2 separate regions of the Mus musculus genome follow, and region 1 is linked to region 2. Evidence: chromatin contacts called from public promoter capture Hi-C data. All regions are on one chromosome and are shown on one strand. The core of a region is the stretch at or near the end of the contact, and the rest is flanking DNA. Distances in the headings are between cores, read along the strand shown.

Region 1 (5,087 bases), core at 1,894-4,393, 1.3 Mb after region 2:
TACCTACCATTTCTGTCGGTATTTAATTCATTTTTCTCCTTCTGTAGAATACATTTTCCAACATCACTGAGAAGTATATTGCCAGAAATCTTTTGAATAAATAGAAACTATCTATGGCCTACATGGTAGATATGACCTCTTCTTTAGTGAGCTGAACTCTGAGCAAAGATCAGAGAGAATAAGATAAATAAAAGGAAGAAACAAAGAAATCGTGGCACAGATAACAGATACATCACTGGGGAAATCTGACTTTGATCCTTGAAGCCATGGTGTGACCTTGGATAAGTCCTTGAACTCTCTGGAATTCTGTAAAACTGCCAATTTTCTAACCCTAAATGTTTCAAAATTCTCATCTTTGGTTTTCTAAGTAAGAGTGAAATTCGTTTCGGATGTAGTTTTAAGAGAGGTTGTCCCTGCAAAGTGTATCCCAGGTGAATTCTTAGGTTATATCTTATGTTCTTTCTCGAATCACATAGCTGTCTGTAAGTCTTGTGACATTTCCCATCCTACTATATGCATTTGTATTTTCTCCACAGTGCCCAGTCTACTTTAATATTTTTTGTCTTTCCTTTTCTTTCTTTTTTTTTTAAGATTTATTTATTTATTTATTTTATGAGTAGACTGTCATTCTTTTCAGACACCCCGGAAGAGGGCATCAGAGTCCGTTACAGATGTTGTGAGCCACCATGTGATTGCTGGGAATTGAACTCAGTCAGGACCTCTGGAAGAGCAGTCCGTGTTCTTAACCACTGAGCCATCCCTCCAGCCCCTCATCTTTCCTTTCTTTCTTGTGCCATTGTTTCCATTCTCCTCCTTTATAATTTTTCCTTCCCACGGTCTCGCTTTGATACAAAGCTTCTTTTTAAACTTAGGGACGGTTGACATAGTGGCAATATTGGTGTTTTCCTTGCCATTCGATAAGGACAGTTCATTTCCAGTATCACACACTTTCATTTGAGTTTTCTTAAGTTTGAAAGTCTGTCTTTGAAATACCATTTTCAGAATTAATGTACAGATAAAGATACTGGCATTTTAAAAGCCTAATTAGGGAGGAGAATATTCACTTGAAATCTTGGCATGTGTTTTGGAGAACTTGGGATTAAATGATTAAAATTTTAGAAACTGCAAGGAAGCGAACAAACTGAGAACTGATTTTATTAACAATATACCAGTTTTCGCTTCTTTTTCGTTTTTTGTTTCTGATTTTTGAATATATAGCTTTAAATAAATATCTGCTTCTCTTCTATTCTCTGTTTGCATGGACTTCCATTCATCATTAATTTGGATAAAATAAGATGTCCATATTACTCAAATCCCTCCACAATTTATACTCATTAGAAAGCAGCTGGGAATCTAGGTCCGTACTTGCCACGTCTTAGGATGGATCTGACAGACCTTGTGCCCATTTTGTAAGTGGAAAAACCAGAGCTCAAGCGGTGATGCTGTATCATCCTGGGAGGAGCTCTGACTCATGCTTGGGATATCCACATACCCACAACTGCGCTGCCCTGGTGAAGGATATCCAGAATCACCCACGTGGGAAGTATGGGGGGAATTTCTTTCTCTGTGCCGTTTTTTACAGTTAACACACAAACAAACAAAAAAGTCAACGATTTCATCATTTTATGTTTAGCAGACCCGTTCGATCACGTGACGCTTCATGACCTAAAGCTCTGCCTATCAGATTCCCTAAAGTAAGTAACCACCTAGCTAATTCTTCCTTTTAATACCTACATTAGAATGGTGTGGTTTCAGGCTCTGCAAGCCAGTGCAGAGTGAGATAAGGAACCTGGATCAAATGCTGGGTTTTATGATGCAACTGATTTGCATATCTGCATTACCCAACTGAGGCAAGAGTGACTGCTCTAAAGAGAAGAGGATTCAATAAGGTTCGGGGTTCTCCTAGTTCTCATACGCTCTTCTGAACACATAGGTCACAGAAACATGTTCCTGCCCCAGCTCTCTGGACTCTGTCCTGTGGAGTTCTGAATAGCTTGGCTTTGTAATTTAAAAAAACAAGCATTAATGTGAGAGCACCAAAGTCATGTGAAAAAACAGCAGAGTCAGTGGTAGTCTTAAAAACAGTAATATACATGTAATATAGATGTACATATAGGTCATATATATGTCATACACACAACACACACAGTCTCATTTCCAGTAAATGATTTTTAGATACTTGAATTCCTTTTGAACGTTTTCCATTCTAGCAACCTTCACCCTACTATCTTTTCATCCAAGTCGTTATCACTTTTCGCTTTCTGGAACATCCCTTCCCATCTCCAATGCATTCTAATGTTACTTTCATTCATCCCATTAGAAATCCACCTCATTTCTAATGACATTAGGAAAAATTCTAGAAGCACTCGGCTTACACCCAAACTTCCACACCAGTACCAGTTCCTCCAGTAACAAGGTACATCCTTGGCTTTGCTCAGGGACTGTCCCAATTTACTCTTTTAATTTACTCAAATCAAAAGGCTGCTTTGGGGACATGTCTTAACTCGCCCCATTAGCTGAAAGACGGATGGAGACAAGAATTCTAAGTATCTTATTTCTCCTTTGGAAAAAAATGCCTTTAAACTCTTCTCTGTCTAGTTCTCATTAACATCACATTTTAGGATTTATTGCTTCGTATTCCTGCCCCTGCCTGCGTCCCTCCCCCCTCCCCCCCCCCCACCACCACCACCCCCCCCCACCCCCCCGCACTCCCACCTTAGACAAAACAAAACAAAGAAACTCCTCACCGGCTGCCTTTTGACACCTAGCCAATTTTTCCACACCAGGATCCGAAGCTGATGAAACTGGGAAGCCATCCTTCAGACACCCTGAAGACAAACAAAATGTTCCTGTCTCTTCCTCCAGTCCTCAAGAGAAGTGGTGTCCCGTCTAATATGCTGTATGCCAGTGCGTTGGGAGCCTTTTCACGGCATAGCTTCGTAGGGCCTGGGGTAAGAAGCCCACAGTTCTTCTCTTCCCAATGGATTTGTTTTTCCGGTCAGTAAATCCTTAACTCTTCTCAACCAAAAAGTCTTCAGGAATGAGGAGCCAGCTCAGTGCCTTTCAGTGGCTTGTGCTTATTGTAAAATACTGCCTCTTGTGCGAAGTCCACACTCCAGAGAGAATGAGTATCATTCAGATAATGCCCCACTGTAAAACAAACAAAAGGTGAACCCACACCTCCTACTCTCCAGAAATTACCTGCCTATCCACACCTTAGAGAACGTGTCACCTGCACTAGACGCGTCATAGGAATTAGGCGGGACCCTGGAAGGGCCAGTAGGACTTGTCCTGCATCCCTTTGCTTTCCTCCCTACACATAGTCCCTGCTGTGGCAGGCGCTGGGTACTGAGGATTTTACAGGTTCCCTAGGCCAGAGAGTGACTCCTGGAGTGTTTTAAACATTTTAATGGGATGTACTAAATCAGATGCAAAGCGGTAATCTCAGCCCATGGTTAGATGATAGACTACGAAAGCTCCAAACTTTAGCTTAGAAATGTAATGTTCTGATTTGGGGAACGTGATTAGGCCAGTTGAGCTCTGTCTCCTATCACAGTTCACTACGTTAAGCACGGTGCCTATGTTTAATGGTCAGCTGAAGGTAACAAAATGAAATGCTGTGGGTAGTTCTGGCTTAAAGGGGACACAAATTGACCCAGAATGTTTCTGCTAATCTCTCTGCCTAGGGTATTCTCTGTCCCATCTAGGTCTGTACCTCTCAGAGTTGTCTCCACAGTGACATCTTCTACAAAGGTCTTTTAAATGACCTCATCAGATGTATCTATCCCTCTTTATAGTCCATTACAATTCTTTGCTACTATCTCTCTCTAATAATTTATAATTTTGTCTTATTGTTATTGTGAATGTCTCAATTAGTTTAAAAATTCTATGCGAACACGAATGATTGTATATCACACTGCTGTGTGTATGACCAGTGCTTAAGAATCACCACTGGATAAAAAAGATAGACCACGTAAGCCAATCAAATTCATCTTTGATTCTTACTTCTTGACCTGATTGATCGAGACTCTACTTGACAAATCAGTTACAGCATTGTTTGAGTTCTTCCTACAAGTCAGAAGTAAATGTTGGCTCAGTTGCCTGGTCTCCATGCCAACTCTGGGAGCTTGGTGTCAGCCAGCCTGGGGCAGACTGGATCCATGATAGAGCATGCCCATTACCTCAGCTTTAGCTCACCTTACTGTGAAGTCTCCAAACCCAATCCACCAGGCCAAGAGTTCTGAGTATGGAGAATGTGTGCCTTATGAGTTTTTGTTTCTAGACAAGGTTACAAAGTATTCTCTGGATGACAGAAAGCCCTCTAAAATAGTTGTGCCCTTTCAGCTTGGTGGGGAGAGGTACAGAGATAAGATTTATCTAACTATCACAGTTTCTAAAAATGACTACAGACTCTGTTTTCCTGAAATCTTAAACTGCTGTCACAATTCACAAGTGTGTGATAGTTCACAAACAAACAGAGCTTAATTGGGAAGGCAAAGTAGGGTTGGGATGTGATTCTAAGCATTGAGGGACATTGCTGGCATGGTGGCTTTACTAAGTCAGGTAACCTCAGGTCAAAAAGACTTGAATCGCCAAGTGACTGATGCAGGGAGGTGAGAGGTGAGCTGAAGATGTACCATGTGGCTTCCAAGAAGCTATTTGTCTGTTTCACAGTATCATCCCAGAATTGTGCTGTCTGGTGGCCTCTCAGGCTGCCCTTTTGCCTGGAAACCTCCATCTACCACCCCTGACTGTCCAATGAAGACAGCGCATTTCATTACAACTGAGGACTTCCTTGGGAGATGTCCTTCTTCAGCATAGTTTCCTAGCTATACAGAAGATGCTCAACATGCATTGGATAGCCCTTTGCATGGGAAGGGGCGTTGTAATTTGTCCAAATATCACACATGTTTCCTTGGAGGATGGGCAATCTTCTACAAAATATAATTTACAGTAATTTAATTAAGTTGAAATACATTAATAATAAAGATTTCTTTAAATGTGTAAATTCCTTTTAAAAGGAGATTTTCAAAGATGAATTTTTAAAAGTCTCACATTAAAAAACATAAATCTTGGAAGGTATAGCT
Region 2 (5,606 bases), core at 2,899-5,398:
AAAGATAGAGAGAATGTTGCATGGGGCACCACTAAATACTGAAGTGATAACTTGTGAGATTAGGGGACAGTTGCCATTTGGGACAGAGGGGACTGGGCAACCACCAGAAGGAATATTATCAGTCATTCTGTGAGTTTTTTGTTTGTTTGGTTGGTTTTTTTTTGTTTGTTTGTTTTTTGTTTTTGTTCTTTTTTGCATTTTAACAGACTTGATCTTTTACTGATTATTTTCTTTATTTACATTTCAAATGTTATCCCCTTTCCTGGTTTCCCCCCTTAAAATCTCCATCCCATCCCTCCATTTAGAATGTTATATCATTTTTAGATATAATGAGTAATATTTACCACAACTAAGTCATTTTCACCTCTTCTTAATTCTAAAAGTTTTGTGAGGAATGACTCTAACAGGAACACAAATGTTTGCTTCTGTTTTTCTTTTTTTTTCTACTTAATACTTTCCTATTATACCTGTTATAGTATTATAATTAGTGAAAAATTAGTGAGGTTTTGTTCATTTTTATCATCTTGGACCCTGAAATTTGAGAAAATTATATCCAAGCTTAGGACTTTACACATCATTTCCATGTTCATAGCTGAGCTAGATATTTTGTTGCAATCCACGACAATGGATTTTTTTTAAAAGCTTTATTATAGCTTTTCCTGCAACATCAGTAAATACAGTTATTTATAGATTACCTGTTGTGTTTTTAAACTGTTGAATCTTCTTTTCCCCATGAACTTCATCTCAGCATTGTTGCTGCTTGCTCAAGGCAGACCTTCATCTATCTACCGGAGACTGCTGATATGAGTGTCAACTGTGATGTCCTTCACTTTCTGAACTGACTTGCTTCCAATGATTTTTTTCTGGTTGTTTACATTTTAAAAAATACATGTTTTGTGTTCTTCCTCTTTCTCAGTAATATTAAAAATTGTTTTCCATATAAATAATGAGAGTGGATAAGATAAACTTTGGCATTCTTCTAGGTAAGAGCAACTCCAGTAGTCCTTGGAGTGAGATTTCATTGTCATAATTTGAGTCCTACTTAAACTTTAAAAATGTATATATTGGAAAGCAAACATTTTTTAAAGACACAAATATACTATTTGTAAGCTTGATTATATTAGAAATAACTGTTTTTATTTGTAAATATAAAATAATAGCAACAGTCTATATTACAGATAGGGTAAAAACATTTATATTCTCTACATTCATCAAACTATTAAGTATCACAGATACTTATTATATGTTAATAAATTCGGCAAATCAATATAAAAGAACAGACAATTCAACAGATAAATGGCTCTAAACTATGAATAATACTTTACAGAAAAGCAGATAGATAGCCAATAAACATATGAAGAGATAATTTGAACTCAATAATGATCAAAGAATTACATATCATGCTATTATGAGCTCTATTTTGCATTCATTTGATTGGAAACATAAAATAAAAAGCTCATTATACCAAGTGATTAAGAGAATGTGAGTCCTCAGGGTCTTTATGCATTTTTTTTCTTTAAACAAAAATCAGTGCAAATGCTTTGAAATGCACTTGGATATTGTTTTGTATAATTCTGCTTACTGTGTAGTAAAGTGATTTTATCTGTAGATCTGAGGAACAATGTTATTTGAGAAAACTTTCCTAGTGAAGCGCCTGGTAGAAGCCCTCTCCTGTCTCTCACCATCTTTGTCCACCCACCTTGGTTAGGGAAGCTCTGCATGGGCTTGGTGCTCTGCCATTATGGCCCTGATAGCCCTCCCACTAGGAACTATTTCTACCCCATGTTTCTTCCTACTTTCCTACGATCTTTGTCTAAAAGCATGCTATGCCTTCTTTTACAAACCTATTTATGACTTTCTTTCTCCTAGTAGGTTACCCTTTGTAGTAAGGAATGAGTGGAGACAGTTGACTTTCAAATAGATTTCTAAGGAGAGAGGTCCTGGATGTGTGATCAGGCTGAAAACGGATTATTTTCACTTTTATCCAGGATGGCCTACTTCTGGGGCTTTGTCTTTTGATAGATTTATTCTCACTCAATGGCTTTTTTTCTTCTTAGGATCTTCAAAAGTCATCACCCTTGTCTCTTCCAAGCAGGTCCCTGTTGTCTCTTTAAGTGACTCAACCCACAAAATACATCTTGCCTGGTTTAATTCAAGAAGGACAAATGGGACCTATCTCTAGTCTATACTCTCTAAAAAAAAATATGTAAAAGCCCAAATGGGAGGCAGAAAGGAGCAAATGGTCCTCCAATTCAGGATGCCCTACCCCATCATGGGAGGGCCTTTGTGTGCTGAGTGTGCACTACTTTCATTCCAGTAAATCTGACTGTGTTATTGTCTGCAAACTTCGCACCTTGTAATTCTTTACCCAATGAAGAAATAGAGCACAGAATCACTAATGGCTACTGTGGTGGGTGATATGATGTGTTCTCTCTGTTCCTTTTGGCCTGTGAGCCCGTGGCAGGCAGACTGGAATTTTCTGAGACAACCCTCAGAGGAATACATCACTACTCGACCTTTAACCGCTCTCCTTAGAGTTCCTGAGCCTCCATGGTGTAGAAAAATTAGAAGCTTATTTTCCATATCCCATTTCTTAAAGGATCTCCATGAACCTATCTCCTTTTAGGGTCTGCCTTGGTATAATCTAGACCATGAGCTAGAACAGACATCAGCAGTGTCTACCCCGAGCAATGAAAGTCACCCCCAAATACGTTCAAATGAAGCAAGGAAAACCTGAAAGTCTGAAAGCTCAATTACTTGTTTCTATATATTGCCTCCATCCACTCTATAGTGAATAGTCGGGTCATAGGAGACATGTTGACTTGAGAGTGAAGGATGCACCAGACTTGAAAAATTGCCATTGTCTACCTGAAAAGCTTCAGTTAACTGCTGCCTTCAATCTCACGGGATTACTGAGTCCAGTTTTTAGGTATAGTCAGCTGTATTTATTTTTAATCCACTCCCTCATTTGTTAACCATTCCCATACACTTTCAGCAGCAAGACCTGAATACTTTTCATGTCTTGCTATGGAGAAAAAGAGGAAAGATGAAGCCCCAGGAATGGCATCCCCAATCTTAACATTTTCAGTCGGCAGAACAAGTCTGAGAAGAACCGAACTATGTGAGTGACGACAAAGAGTGTTAATTAAGGAGCAGGTGTTTTATCACCCATGTCTACTTGAAAAAAAAATGTAGCACAGATGTAGAAAGCTTAACTACATCTATAGTTTGTATAACAGAATTCTATATTCATTGGATTCCATCTGCTGTAATAACCTCAAACCACACTTAGTGCCAGCCAATTAGCACCTTGATTAAGCTATGGACCACCTGCAGCTTCCATGCTGGAACAAATTCACTAACTTTAACATAAGTACTTTGTGAAGCCGGGATTGAAGCAGCAGAGCAAAGGGGAGACAAGATGCACTCATTAGTTTTGTCATGCTTGTGCACGCTCTCCTAATTACAAAGGTATCAATAGTTTCATCTCTTCTTTGCCCTTCATTTTTCTTTTTTCTTTTCCTCAGACATGGGATGTGGCTGAAGTGTTTCCAGACTCTTAGACCCAGAAACTACATAAAAACAAACAAATCAAAGCAACAGCAACACACACACACACACACACACACACACACACACACACACACACACACACTTATTATATTTTGTTCTGTCAGGTCAAATTTGAAAGATCCCAAAGAAATACTCCAATTTGCTTAGCTCAGAGCATCTGCAGATTCAGAATGGGATTAGAGGTCCTGTCTCAATCAATTGATACCATTGATATTTAGTTCCTACATTTTATAGCTATGATGATAGAATATGTTGGGCAAGCTTTTGCACCATGCTCTCTGGGGAGATATGTACAAATACTTGTTTTCCCTACATAGTAGAACAAAGACAAACCAAAGAAACACTTTCACTGAAGTTTACTCTCATGAACTAGTAAATCTACCGGAGTTACTTACAGAGCACCATGAGTGTGACTTACAGAAGGAAGCAGGTGTGTCCAAAAAGTCACCAGAAGTCTCCCAGCAACAATGGATGGCAACTCAAAAGCCGCATCCCTGGAGCTCTGTGCACAGCGTGCAGGCAGTTCGGCCAGTCAGGCAGAGTTCCTTCCCACGAGTAGATCTTGTGGATCTTGAAAATCTCAAGAACTTCGAGTCTTATAAATTTCATTTACTTCCTGGTTCTTGAATGCTTTACTTGGTCCTTGAATGTTCCGAGCCTCCCTCCCCCTACCAGGACGTAATGTTTCAATTTGAAGGGAACAATTGTGCAAGACAGATTCATAAGCTCAGTCAGAAGTCTAGTGACCAAGATATATTCAGGTTGAAGGCAGAAAAATCTTAATGGAACAAAGTAAGAAAATTGACACGTATATGTATTGTTAGCCATAGGATGTGAATCCTCTGCTTCCATTTATGAATGGGGTGAGGGGGGGGGGGCGGGAAGAACTTTTCTTTGTCTACAGTGACTTTTCTCTCATCAGAGAAAGCTATCAGTTTAAACTCTGTGTGTGTGTGTGTGTGTGTGTGTGTGTGTGTGTGTACTTGTGCATGTGTGTCCTTCCTTCATTCCCTCAGTGCCTCTACCCATGTCTCCAGGAACCAAGCCACATAAGGACATAGCATTGGGCCCTTGTTGTCATCACCTAGACAGGAAGTGGTGAAAGAAGGCCTCTTGAGGACATAACAGCAAGGATACACATGTGCTGGCCCTCTGCTCCCTCTGCAGCATTGGCTGCAGCACTAATGGATTGTTTCTCACCTCAGCACTGCCACACATGCTCCTTGTTTCAAGGAGAATTCAGGACATATGGTAAGTAGAGAAATAGCAGCAAACACTAGGGTAAAAATGGGTTTCATTTATAACATTTCCTTTTAGATACCCAGTGCACAACCACAAGAGATTAATCAGCTAGCCAGGAGCTGACAAGAGCTTGCATCCTCAGTAGAAGGGCCTCAGGGCTATGAGGAGTAAGTGTTGTCATTCTGTACAAATCCTTTCATCAAAAGGCAGAAGTGCTTGGATTTTATTATATTCTCTCCAAGGCCAGAAGGATGGTTTCAGCTTAAATTATTAGGTACTTTGTAAAACTAAATTTAGAAATAATTTACTCACCTTGAAATGAGACTTGGAATAGTGTAGAAAGATCAATAAATAGCCCCTGAAATGCAATGGAGAACATGGATCTGTAAAAGTGATCTTCACAGATGCTATTTTGGGAGCTGATTAGATATTCTATATGAAGTTCGTTGTCTTCTCATTTATGCTAGAACTTGAATTGCTGGAGCACAGGTAGAAGATGGATATAAAGTAGGAATAGGAAATGAAAGGGGAACCTGTGAGCAAGTGGAAAGGGACAGGGGGCATTGGACCCCAACATATCTCCTTGAGCCTGACTGAGAATGCCCTAGGAGAGAAGTTGATGCTGTGCTCTGATAACTAAGACCACCACTGGGAGTATTGCTTCTGCACTTAGAGTAATTTACTTGGGAATCCTTTCTAACACTTCCTATTGCCCATATCTTCATTTTGTCTCTTCTACTAGGTAGTGATGGTGGTTGCAGTTCACATTCTTCTAACAGCTATTGATATAT

What was found. Promoter capture Hi-C pulls out the DNA fragments that hold promoters and counts their contacts.
Region 1: a contact with region 2 is called in a promoter capture Hi-C map of hippocampal neurons, with 4 times the contacts expected there. The contact joins the promoter of Abca12 here to the enhancer-like site in region 2. A contact is called at or near these places in 8 of 39 promoter capture datasets (3T3-L1-derived adipocytes, the C10 cell line, the HPC-7 cell line and 5 more) and 1 of 9 other capture datasets (liver).

What each region holds. Positions count from the first base shown.
Region 1 is chr1:71,411,767-71,416,853 of GRCm38.p6, forward strand. It overlaps Abca12 (ATP-binding cassette, sub-family A (ABC1), member 12), which reads right to left and starts at 3,144. Exons shown (of 53, transcript NM_175210.3): 1 at 2,748-3,144. The coding sequence starts at 2,816.
Region 2 is chr1:70,100,658-70,106,263 of GRCm38.p6, forward strand. The region is part of intron 11 of Spag16 (sperm associated antigen 16); the gene reads left to right. Among named protein-coding and RNA genes, the nearest start is that of Gm23879, 150 kb to the left of the region's middle. Within about 2 kb of position 4,149, at least 1 of the 459 cell types and tissues checked has an H3K27ac peak or open chromatin away from gene starts, as enhancers often do.